Regions from separate parts of the Mus musculus genome. Here all the other regions are linked to region 1. The links are chromatin contacts, called in public Hi-C and capture Hi-C maps. All regions are on one chromosome and are shown on one strand. Each heading gives the region's core, a stretch centred on a gene start, on an enhancer-like site or on the middle of the called end of the contact. The rest is flanking DNA. Distances are from core to core; before and after follow the strand shown. Region 1 holds the start of Cd83 (CD83 antigen). Region 2 holds the start of Mcur1 (mitochondrial calcium uniporter regulator 1). Region 3 overlaps Gm33489 (a long non-coding RNA gene).

Region 1 (3,830 bases), core at 946-3,445:
GATGGTTGTGAGTCTTCATGTGGTTTTTGGGACCTCTGCTCACTCTGGTTGATCCCGCTTGCTCCAGTCGGCCCCTCTCTCTCAGTCCCTGCTAGCTCCCGCCCAAAGACTTTATTATTATACATAAGTACACTGTAGCTGTCTTCAGACACATCAGAAGAGGGCGTCATATCTCACTACATGTGACTGTGAGCCACCATGTTGCTGAGATTTGAACTCAGGACCTTCAGAAGAGCAGTCAGTATTCTTACCCACTGAGCCATCTCGCCAGCCCAAAATGTTTCATTCTTTGAGCCTAATTGTCTGGTGTATTCAACCCCATGAATGTGACAGGTGAGCAGAAGGGATCGTGTAGCAGCCTTGACTCTTCCTTGGTTTGGACTTTGCACAGCCCTCTTCTAATAAGGCACCTGGCAGCCTGCGATCCTTCCCCACAGGACTGTGCACAGCTCCCCTACTTCCAAACAACCTGTGGGTAGCCTAGGACCCCACATCAAGCTTCAGAGCTTTGCAGTAAGTTTATCTCCCCTTAACGTCCATCAAACTTAGACTTTGTTCAGTCATGCGCTACTTCTATCTAATAGGAGAGTGGGATGGCTGATCCTGCCTGAACTGGTTCAGGGCGCATGTCCAGTAAGACAAACTGTTCCTTTGAAGTAAACTTTGGGGGAGAATCACCTTTTCCCTACCTTATACCTGTGTATAAGTGGGCATTCCTATAGCTTCCTTCAGAAATGGGACCCCTGATAGGTTGCCATGCTACAATGCACAGACCTACCCTCACATGCAATGGGCAGGACCAATTGGATTTGCTAGGATATGTGTGTGTGTGTATATATAATGTATATATGATGTATAAATGTATATATGATAAATATGTACATGTGATGTATATGTATATATGTACATGTATACGTGCATATGATGTATATATGATGTATAATGATTATATGATGTATATATGTATATTTGCATATGCATATGTGTATATATATGTATATATGTAATATATATGAGAGATTGAGAGAGAACATGAACTTGGGAGGGAGATGGAGGGAGGGATCTGGGAGGAGTTGGAGTTGGGGAGGTGGGGGGTGGACTTGGTAAAAACAAAATGCCTTCATATCTGAAGGAAAAAATAATAAAGTAAAAAAGCCATCCAAGTGCCCAACACTACCTAATGGGCTCTAATTTGTGGCCCAATGGAATATGGCACAGCCACCAAGCAGTTGCTGAAACTATTTTTAGTATTGTGAAACTGCTCGTAAACTGTTAAACTAAGCTAACACAGGATGAAAAAGATAATGGGAAGGGAACAGTATTAGAATGCTGTATAAGGGTACAGACATAGAATAGTCAGTACACCAAAATGTTAAGTGGGGTTGCTTCTGGGAATTAGAGGTGATTTGATCTATTTAAAAGAAAAATCTAATTTGAGATGGCCATACACTTCTGGATGTGGGCGTCCACTGGAGAATGATTGACCTGTGGGGGGAGGGTGGTCTCCCTCCTCCATAGCCGCCAACTATCCATAGCTCCCCAGTTAGGGGTGGGCAATTGTGAATCCCTTCCCCCAGTATGCTGAAAGGTTGCCTGCCTTGAGCATGTGAAAATCATCACTGCTCCTGTGACTTCAGAGTCATGTCCAGCAGACACCGTTCTCCTTCCAGATCTCTGGCACTTAAAATCTTTCTGTCCTGTCTTCCCCCTGGTCCCTGAGCCTTGGGGAGCAGATGCAAAGCAGATGGACTCAAGATTCTTTTAGACATTGTTTTCTAAAAGACTTATGAGCATGTGTGTAATTAATGCTTTAGTATAAAAAGATCTCCCTTGCTCAAACAACGTAAACAAGGCCGAGCGATAACCCGAAAGAAGGCAGCAAGCCAAGGACTGCAGGCGTTTGCCACTTCTCAGGAAGCCTAGGGTGTCTGTCCCTATCACAAAATCTGGAGAGTAGCAGGTCGCCACAGCCCTGGGTTTCAGAGGAAGCTGCCCACCCTATCTGAATCTGCATGACCCACTCGATGGGTTTGAGGGTCATCTAGCTGGGGTGGCGCGTGCCATCGCGGCTTCCGAAGCCTCAGGGCGCGGGGCGGTTCCGCGGAGCTGCTTGTTGCCGCTGGCCAGCCGCAGCAGCAACGCGGACTTGGGGACGCGCGCGGGGCGGGGACCAGGCTACCCGCCTCCTCCGACTGGGGAGTCCCCGGGGCCGGCGCGCGGGGAAGTCCCAAGCGCGGGTACAAGAGCACGGCGCGCGCCCAGGGGGCCGGCCCGGACAGTGTCGCAGCGCTCCAGCCATGTCGCAAGGCCTCCAGCTCCTGTTTCTAGGCTGCGGTACGGCCCCCAAGCCCGATCGCTCGGTGCTACCCGCGACCCCGCCTCGGTGGCCTTGCTTACGCCGCTCTGTTTCTCCCCCCTCTCTCTTGTAGCCTGCAGCCTGGCACCCGCGATGGCGATGCGGGAGGTGACGGTGGCTTGCTCCGAGACCGCCGACTTGCCTTGCACAGCGCCCTGGGACCCGCAGCTCTCCTATGCAGTGTCCTGGGCCAAGGTAAGCTCCACTGGGGTTTGCGCGGTCCCTTGCAGGGACAGTGGAAACAGGCACGTGAGAGACCGGGTCTCCAGGGGCCCTGGATTGGGCACTCCAACCATTCTGATACCCCATTTTCTCCCACCTCCCTTCATCCGCATCCATGGCCCACGCTCCCTTATGTTAGGATACAGATCATGATCAAAAGCGGCTTGGCGTGAATGATCCCACCAGAGGTTTCCAAGGGATTGGATCCATGTTACAGGGCACCTGTGGGTGCAGCCAGAGAGCTGCAGTGAAAGCAACATGGGCCTAGATTTGGGCATGGGACCGGGAGCATGTCCCTAGACTCCTGATTTCTTGTGCCTTGTGACCATGGCACCATCTCAAAGAGGGTCTCAGGTGGCTTAGGCTGGCCACAAGAGGTAGTTAGGAGCGATCATCTCTTTTCAGCTAAGGCTCGCTATTGGCTCGTCTGCCACCTTGCTTCTTCATGGAAGCCTCTGAGGGGTCGGGTCTGGCCAAGAATGAAGATTTCCTTAGAAATGTGCTGGAGCCCGAGGCCCAAACAGGAGAGACCGCATCTCTGCTTCTGTGGTGGGAAATTGAGTTGCACGCAGCAAGACATTTGAAAGGTTTCCTTTCAGTGAGAGCCCTCAGACTCCAACATTGTAATTCCTCTGGTATTTTAAAGCCCAGCTGCTGTAATTTAATAGAGCCGGCCTTTGCACCTCGGCTTTCAGCGAGGTTCCTTTGCACCTCGGCTTTCAGCGAGGTTCTGAGAGAGGCCACCTCCATCTGAAGGCAACATGAATTAAATCCCCCCCGGGGGTGGCTCTGAGGAGGAAGCCTCTGTATGCTCTCAGTTTTCAAGAAACACGGGACTGCCTTCTTCCCACAAAGAATGATGTTATGAGAAGTTTAAACGTGCGAGGCAGAATGGGAAGTGTGTGTGTGTATGTGTATGTGTGTGGTGGTGTGTTTACCCACTTTAGCCACTTGTCTGGCCTGGGGGGAAGGAGGGTGGCAGCTCAGCGGTGCAAGGCTTGCCCAACACACACAAAGTCCGAAGGTTTGAAATACTAAGCATCAAAGCAAAACCCAAACAACTCAACCAACTGAAGTGTTAATTCCCCAAAGATAATGACTTCCCTGTGCACTCTGCACTCTGCCCAGCGCCCAGGGTCCACCCTGTTACTGAATCTAAGTTTGTGTCAGGAAGGAGGTGATACCATGGAGATCTCAGGCCACTGCTGTGTAGAACAGTGTGTGTGTGTGTGTGTGTGTGTGTGTGTGTGTG
Region 2 (4,017 bases), core at 584-3,083, 220 kb before region 1:
CATAGCCAAAGGGTATTAAAATCCATAATTGTAAAAGAAGTCCAAAGATACCCTTGAATAGGCTAGAAACCAACTGCAAAATTTCAAGGCACACCATCCTGAGGTAGATCTGTCCCACTGTGGACCTCAGGCACAAAGCCAAACTAACAACCCCGGGGCCAAGAATAAAGGAGCAAAGTGCTGATGGCTTTAAAAGGGGGCACGAAAGTTTCCTAGTGTTTCTGCTGTGTCCCTTAAGATGTACGGAGCCTAACACTAAAACGGCACGATCTTGCTAACACAACGAGAAAGAACCTCCTTCTTTGCTCCCAAACCATAAATTATGAGCAAACACATTGGCAGGCAACAACAGCTTGTGAAAACTACAGCAAGCAGGGGTGTGGTAGCCCAGTCTTTAGTCCCAGTACTTAGGTGGCACGAGGGATCTCTGTGAGTTCGAGGCCAGCTCGGGCTACACAGTTCTCACCTGGTCTCAAGGCAGAACCAATGAAAAGAGCACACAGGATGGCAAGTTATGGGAAAAAGAAACCAGACAGATCTCCAACTCCCAATCCTACAAAACTCGGGCATAAAGCTCACTGCTCATTTTCCTATCTGCATATAAAGCGTCCTTCATTTTTCAGAACTATTAGGAGTTTCTCCTCTAGCCATATGTATTCTTAAATTTTAGATGCAGGTAATTCTCATAGAAAAAAAAATACAGACAACCAAAGCATGGGTGCATATGGCCACTAATGGCCAGAAACAGGTTACTCAAGAAGTAATTAAGCCACGTTTGCTGATTGGCCTGTGCGATAAGATTTTATCTACTATTTACTGTGAGCACATTCCAGCTAGTTTACTTTCTTATGCAGTTCAGCGGTGTCCCTCGCCTCCTTCAATTACCCAAATGACACATCAAAGCTCTGGTCACTCAATTTAAACGCACAGAGTTCTTCAAGTCTAAACATAAAGCCTCTATTTTTCTTTATACTATCTGTCAAATTAGTACAGTAAAATTAGCATGGATAAGTGTGTGTAGTCATATAGAAAAACACCTGCTGCATATCTTGCTTGAAGTAAGCTCCGGAAAGAAAAGATTTTGTTGAACAAATTACCCGAAACAGCTAGTAAAGTGCCAGGCAGAGAATGGGCGACAGCGGGCCATGAATGAATCAATAGTTTGGAATCAAAACGAAATGTCATCTCTTCATTCAGGGATCTGCGCCCCTCGGTCCTGAATGCACCGGCTTCTAGCACTTTTTCCACTTTTCCCTGGCTCCAACAGGTGTGCAAGGGCAGCCCCGAGTACGCGTGTCATCCGGAGCCAGGACACCGGGGCTCTGGGCTGCGAACCCTCGCCCTGGCGGCGTGGCTACAGCCCGGTCACCTGTGTGACCCGCTGTCCCTCCCTCCCTCCGTCCTTTCTCACCTCTCCGGCTGCTCGCAAGCGCGGCCACACGCCGGGCGCCCAGCCGCAGACGGCCCAGCGCGTTCCTGCCGGCGCCGAGCGCGGCCGCGGGGAGAACGAGCCCCGGGCGCGAGCGCTCAGCCAGCGTCCTACGCGGGGCGGTGGCAGTGGCGGTGGCGGCCAGGCGCGGGGAGGGCACGAGCAGGAGGAACAACAGCGGAGACGCGCGGGCCGCCCGTCCGCGAGGCCTCAGCCAGCTTCGTCCACCGGGCAGCGTGGAGACGCCCGGGCGCGCCGGAACTCCGCAGCCGGAGGACGGGAGCCGCTGGCGACTCGGTGTGCGCCTCGGCCGCTCGGCCGCCACGGAGCCGCTGTCCATCCCCGAGCGGGTCACAGGCCCGAGCGCGCACGCAGGTCGCTCCCGCGCGGCCCCGACTCCGAGTCGCCTCGGGAGCGAGCGTGGGCCGCCGCGCAGACCTGCCCTTTCCGCCGTCGCCACGCCTCCTCCCCATCGCCGCGGGCCTCGTCCCCGCCCTCCCTGGCCTCGCCCCTAGTCTGGTCGCCCCAGCCAGGCTCCTCCAGGCTTGCCCTCTGCCGGGTCCGCCTTTACATCCCCACGCCCCTGTTCCCTGCCTGTGGCCTGCCCTAACCTCGTCTCCCAGACAGGAACTAGGGTGAGCCTTAGCCATTTTCCGCTGCAGAATCACGTTGCTCTTTCGGCTCCTACGATTTACAGTTTCATTTCGCAGTTGCCCTTAAGAATGTTAATGGCTCCTTTGCCCTTCGCAGACCTTTGAGAAGTTCTTGACCAAGCTCGACTGGCTTAGATTTTTATTAACTAGCCGGGATCTCAAGTTCCCTAGGGTTGTATTTTAGGGACTTATTTACCGGGCATAGGGAACTATGCTTTCAGAGTCCATACACTCACAGCTAAATTTCCAGTTTTGATTTTGCTTTTCGTTTTTGAGACAAAGTTTCACTATGTAGCCTCCACTGTCCTGGAACTCTCTATGTAGACCAAGCAGACCTTGCCCGCTGACTGACGCGATTAAAGGCATGGACCACCACTTGGGACTACAGTTTTTGTTTTGGGTTAGAGCACATTAAAAGGTCCTAGTGTGGAAACGTAAAACGTAGTAGGGATATGAATGTTAAACTAGACTATGGCATAATAAGATATTTGAGACAGGCAGTGTTTTAGTTCCGAACTTTTTGAAAGACTGCTGCACTTTGCAGTTACCGGTCCTTTGTGTTATTTTGAGAAAGTTTGTTGGATGGATGAATAACAAGTACAAGGGACTATGCTGGGACAGAGAGAGGGAGGGGAAGGAAGGGGAGGGGAGGGGAGGGGAGGGGAGGAGAGGGGAGGAGAAAGAGAGAGAGAGGGAGGAGGACAGAGGAGAAAATGAAAGGACAAGACTGCCCCTCAGTATGTTGGTGGAGAGAGTCGCCAGAAAAGGGAAAGCATAGCCAGAGGCAAGAGACATCTGGGAAAGTCCAGAGGGTTGAACATGACCTTGAGCCTGGTCACGTGGGAGAAGTAGGAGGAGAGAGAGGCGAGCCAGGAGTTTAAAGGGTAGAGAAAAGGGGTTAGGTCACTAAAATGGTTGGATTATATGAAGAAGGGCATCTAAGAGAAGGGCAGCCCAGTCCCTGGACTGGAGACGTTAGGGTAGAGGGCAGACTAGGGCAAGGATCGGGTTAAGTAGTAAGCACTGACAGATGCTAAGAGAACCAGGGGCCAGGCCCGCTTTGAGGTGTTAAACAAGCACCTTAGTTAGCCCTTTGTCCTGGGTTTAAGACCTAACAGTTGTGTTCCTGAAGTGACCAGTACTTAGCGTTCCTCCTCCTCCTCCTCCTCCTCCTCCTCCTCCTCCTCCTCCTCCTCTTTTTTTAGCTAAGGGCTAAAAAATGTAGACAAACTGATGTGGAAAGTGCTGGGACCCATAATAAAAGAGCAGAGCTCTGGGCAGAGGAGTGTGTAAACAGATGCGGAAGACAGGTGCAGGTGACTACAACATGCAAATAATTTAAAAATTAGGTACAAGTCCGACACTTAAAAGGTTAAAATATCAGTTTGTAAAGTGGCAGGTAACACAAAATATTCACCTACAGCCTTTCCTGTTGATGAATGTTGCTCAACACCCAGCTCGGAAAATGTAATCGAAGGAAATAATCCAGAAACACTAGAAACCTATTCGTTTAGACCATAAGGAGTTTTTATTTTTATAGGTCAAAAGTGTTGAACATTTGGTAATTTCCTATAGGTTGGTCTAATACATGCACAAAGGAAAGACTAGATGTGGTGGAGCAGTCCCAGCTTGCTGGAGTGGAGGCAGAAGGATCAGGAGTTCACGTGCATTCTTGACTGCATAGCAAGTTCAAGGCCAGTGTAGAATACAAAAGATAGAGTCTGTGTGTGTACTCCCGTGTGCATGTGTGCTGGAGTGTGTAAATTATGTGCCATTATTTGTGACTGGAAAAGTGAACAGATAAAATGCACCCTGTTAGAGGCATGGTCACAGGACAGTGGCATAAACATGAGTCTTTAAAGTTGACATATAATTTGCAAACATTAAAGCCCACACATTTTATATGCTTAATAATTGTAGGTAACAATAGCATAT
Region 3 (3,477 bases), core at 317-2,816, 240 kb after region 1:
GATAGTGAGTCACGGGACAAGATTTGGATCTCTTCTTTTCAAGTCATTATTGCCCCCAATGGGACCCCACCCCACATGGCCTCATCTGATGCTAAGTACTTCCCAGAGTGTGGTATCAGGACCTCTGAAACCCATGACATCACATATAGGTGACAGTGAGGCTCGTATACCTGTTGCCAAGGCAACAGCCACCATATTCCCAGAATCCACTTGGCTCACCTCCCCCACCTTTACCTGTGTCTACATCACTACCCACATATAAAGGAAGGTCCCTCTGATCTCTCTCTCTCTTTCTCTTTCTCTCTCTTTCTTTCTCTTTTTCTCTCTTCCCCCACTTCTCTTTCTGCCACCACCTTGCCCTTTTCTCTCTCAATAAACCTCACGTGGAACTGTTTGGTTTGGTATGGTCTTTCTGGAGCCGCAGGACAATCACAACACAAAGACTCGCAAGTTCAAACTCCATTAAAGCTGTGAGTTTGGGCAGTAAGTGCCCTTCGGATGAAATATGGGGAAGGGGGACACTTAAATCACCCCCCTTTTCTGTCAGCATCTCTCTCTCTCTCTCTCTCTCTCTCTCTCTCTCTCACACACACACACACACACACACACACACCTTGAGCTAAAATATCACAGTTGGATCGCAAACAGAAGATCTTAGCCGTTTAGAGGGAAGTCCTTAGAGACCACACACCCTCTGACTTGTTTTACTAATTAAAAAAAAAAAAAAAGTGTTGGCAGGAGCAGTTGAAGACTCCTAGACAAGGAAACTGCCTCAGTCTTAGCATGTCAGAAGAGATGAGGCAAATCCTAGGGTCTGTCCCAGGAGAAAGCAAGGGCTACGGGTTTGTATTCCTGTGAGCTAGGCTGGGAGCCTGTGTAGGAAGAAGAAACATAACATTTGCTCCTCACTCCTCACGCTCGTCAGAGGTGGGCAATTCCTGAGCACTTGAGAATGGGCGGAACATCGACATGGTGGACATATCCTGCTTGGGGGAGGGGGCAGAAGTTATCTAAATTGACATGCTTTCCTGCGATTGCTTGTGGAAAACAATCACTTTTTGATGAGCCAGCAGCCTTATGAGAAGAAATTTATAGAGACCATTCCGGAGGGGAGGAGAGACACCCCCCTCCCAACCCAGCAGCATGGAACTGCGCAAGGAAATATTGCTTTCGAAACAACAACAACAAAACAATAAACTTTCTCCTGTGCTTTATATGTTGAAAGGGTTTGACTGTAAATCTTGGCTCTGACAGCTATCCTGGATCCGTCTGAGAGGCAGCCCACAGATTCAACAGGGCGAGAGAAAAACACTAAATCATAATCGCCTCATAAAAGCCAAGCCTGTTTTTCTGAGCGCTTGAGAACTGGTATAGCCTTTCAAAATATCATAAATCTATTGTGCTCGCTCCTATTTTACTTAACGGCCAATTAATGTTAGTGTTTAAGAGAATTAAAGCCAGGGCTGAGAACGGGGTGAGAGCAGGAGGAAAATGTCTTTAAACACGGGCTAGTGTGTAGACTGAACCGCACACCAAGCCCTCATTACAGATAGGCTCATTAAAATACTCTGCAGAGCCTGCCACCGCTGCTGCCGCGCACACCCGTCGGTGTGATCTTGCCCTCATTAGCATCCTGAAAAGGGAAAACATTTTGCAGCACAGTCTTCAGTCGGTTTTGATGTCCAACAGGATGACATCGGAATCGGATATGCTGGCTGAGGGTCTCTTTCCTTTCCTGGAGGTTCCCCCATGAGTGGAGGAATCGAGTCCCTGAAATGGTCAACAATACCATCTCATGGGGCAGTAACTTAGACATTAAATAAGGCTGACAGCCTGGCCAACACCACCAACACCATCACTAGACGCCAACACAGTCATGACCTTTGTCACACATTCTCCAGTGAAGACAATGCAAGCCCCTACTTGTCATTAGGGGTTCACCTGTCACCTGTCATTCTTACACCAGGGTTTTTTAGTACTGGTCTAAGTTCCAAGCAAAGGTTGAGGCAGTAGGTATGGGGACTTCTGGCTGAGGGACTGCTGGGTGGTGGGACTGCTGGGCAGAGCATAAATGTGAATACAAAATGATGCCGTTGGGTGCTGCCAAGTCCCAACTCAATGTTCTGCGTGGTGGTAACCGAAGACTTTATGTTAAACACCTGGACTCTGGCAGCCCTGAGAGGATAGGCTTAGCCACCTGTTCCAGGCTGCTGATTACAGAAATGAGCATGGCTGGGGGAACTGCTCAGCTGATAACTCCGGGTGTTCCATTGCTACTACCAAGTAAACTGAGTGCTTTTACCGGCACTAGGGAGGTGCAAGCATAACACCTATCCTCTAGGCTTGACCAATGTTTGTATGAGTCCTGTGTCACAAACAGGTTTCGGGGTCAGCTCTATTATTGTTAAAATTCGAGAGAACTCAGAATAAAAGGTTACAGAAGCAAATGCAGAACCAAAGAGGCACAAAATGGAGTGAGTTTGGCCAGTGACAAGTGCCTTCCTTTATGACTTCAGACGTGCCCACTCTTTGGGTCTTCATTCTTGGCACTAGAAAACGAAGATTACATGGGCCATCAGTCCATTCTAAAATTGCGCAGAATGATACTTTTATGGTATAGAAACTCCTCTGTAGTGAGATGATGCCCGTTTGTTATACCAGCAAGGGTGCCTGGGTAAGTGCAGTCTATTAGGACAACTCTGTAGTCATTAGAATAGACGACAACCAAGACGAATCAAGCAATAAGCCAGTGTGGCCACATCAGGATGAGATTACAAAACAGGAGCCATGGTTCATGAGGCTTGTCAGTGTAACCCTGAGCAAAGGCTTATGCAGGTGTGTGTGGGGGGCGGGGGTGGGGGGGGGTGTCGCAGAGAGCCCAACATGACTAAATAGTCCTCTAACTGCAAGAATGATAAAATTCTTACCTTCAGTTACTCTTCATTATTTTAAAGGGAGAAAAAAATCTGCAGTACACATTTAATTAGAAATTAAAAGTGAGCCACAAATGCCACGGAGGGGAATATCATTGGAATAGGAGAGTAGCTCACGTCTCCTGCATACTTTGGGGTTCAAGTTTAACGAATGGAAGTGAAAGCTGATCACTTGGCTAGTCATAGTAAACACGCCCCATCTCTCTTGGACTTCACTCCATCTCTCCTTAGCACACATAGCTGTACTTGTCAGGCCCAACCATTAAGTGCAGAAAACTCCAGTACAGTCATACATATGCCTTGCATTCTGGTTATAATGAGTAAGGGGTTGCATGTCCAGTACACAGAACTCAACCAATGCATGCTACTATCCCCCACCTCCATTAGAGAACCCGTTTTATGACTATACTTCGACAAAACTAGACAGCCATATTCTATGACCACCTTCCCCCCACCGCAACATCTTCATCCTCGGATGCCCTTGAAGGAGGCAAGATGTATAAAAGGAAAGAAGAGCAGGAGAGAAGAGCATCTATGTAAACAA

Evidence for each region. A called contact is a pair of places that touch in the nucleus more often than the background predicts. Capture Hi-C pulls out chosen DNA fragments and counts their contacts.
Region 2: a capture Hi-C map of macrophages shows a contact between it and region 1, with 3 times the contacts expected there. The contact joins the promoter of Mcur1 here to the promoter of Cd83 in region 1. A contact is called at or near these places in 4 of 39 promoter capture datasets (cranial neural crest, embryonic stem cells, hippocampal neurons and 1 more), 2 of 484 Hi-C or Micro-C datasets (muscle stem cells and natural killer cells), 4 of 115 datasets of contacts at active chromatin or transcription factors (CD8 T cells, bone marrow-derived dendritic cells, memory CD8 T cells and 1 more) and 3 of 9 other capture datasets (adipose tissue, embryonic stem cells and macrophages).
Region 3: a contact with region 1 is called in a Hi-C map of uterus, with 2.0 times the contacts expected there. The contact joins the enhancer-like site here to the promoter of Cd83 in region 1. A contact is called at or near these places in 2 of 39 promoter capture datasets (embryonic stem cells and hippocampal neurons) and 2 of 484 Hi-C or Micro-C datasets (cortical glia and uterus).

What each region holds. Positions count from the first base shown.
Region 1 is chr13:43,782,917-43,786,746 of GRCm38.p6, forward strand. Cd83 (CD83 antigen) reads left to right here and starts at 2,196. Exons shown (of 5, transcript NM_009856.3): 1 at 2,196-2,334; 2 at 2,430-2,551. The coding sequence starts at 2,298.
Region 2 is chr13:43,558,358-43,562,374 of GRCm38.p6, forward strand. It overlaps Mcur1 (mitochondrial calcium uniporter regulator 1), which reads right to left and starts at 1,834. Exons shown (of 9, transcript NM_001081059.3): 1 at 1,412-1,834. The coding sequence starts at 1,769.
Region 3 is chr13:44,025,510-44,028,986 of GRCm38.p6, forward strand. All of the region lies in intron 1 of Gm33489 (a long non-coding RNA gene), which reads right to left. Among named protein-coding and RNA genes, the nearest start is that of Gm33489, 18 kb to the right of the region's middle. Within about 2 kb of position 1,567, at least 29 of the 459 cell types and tissues checked have an H3K27ac peak or open chromatin away from gene starts, as enhancers often do. A contact at or near this core is called in uterus, where this site is marked.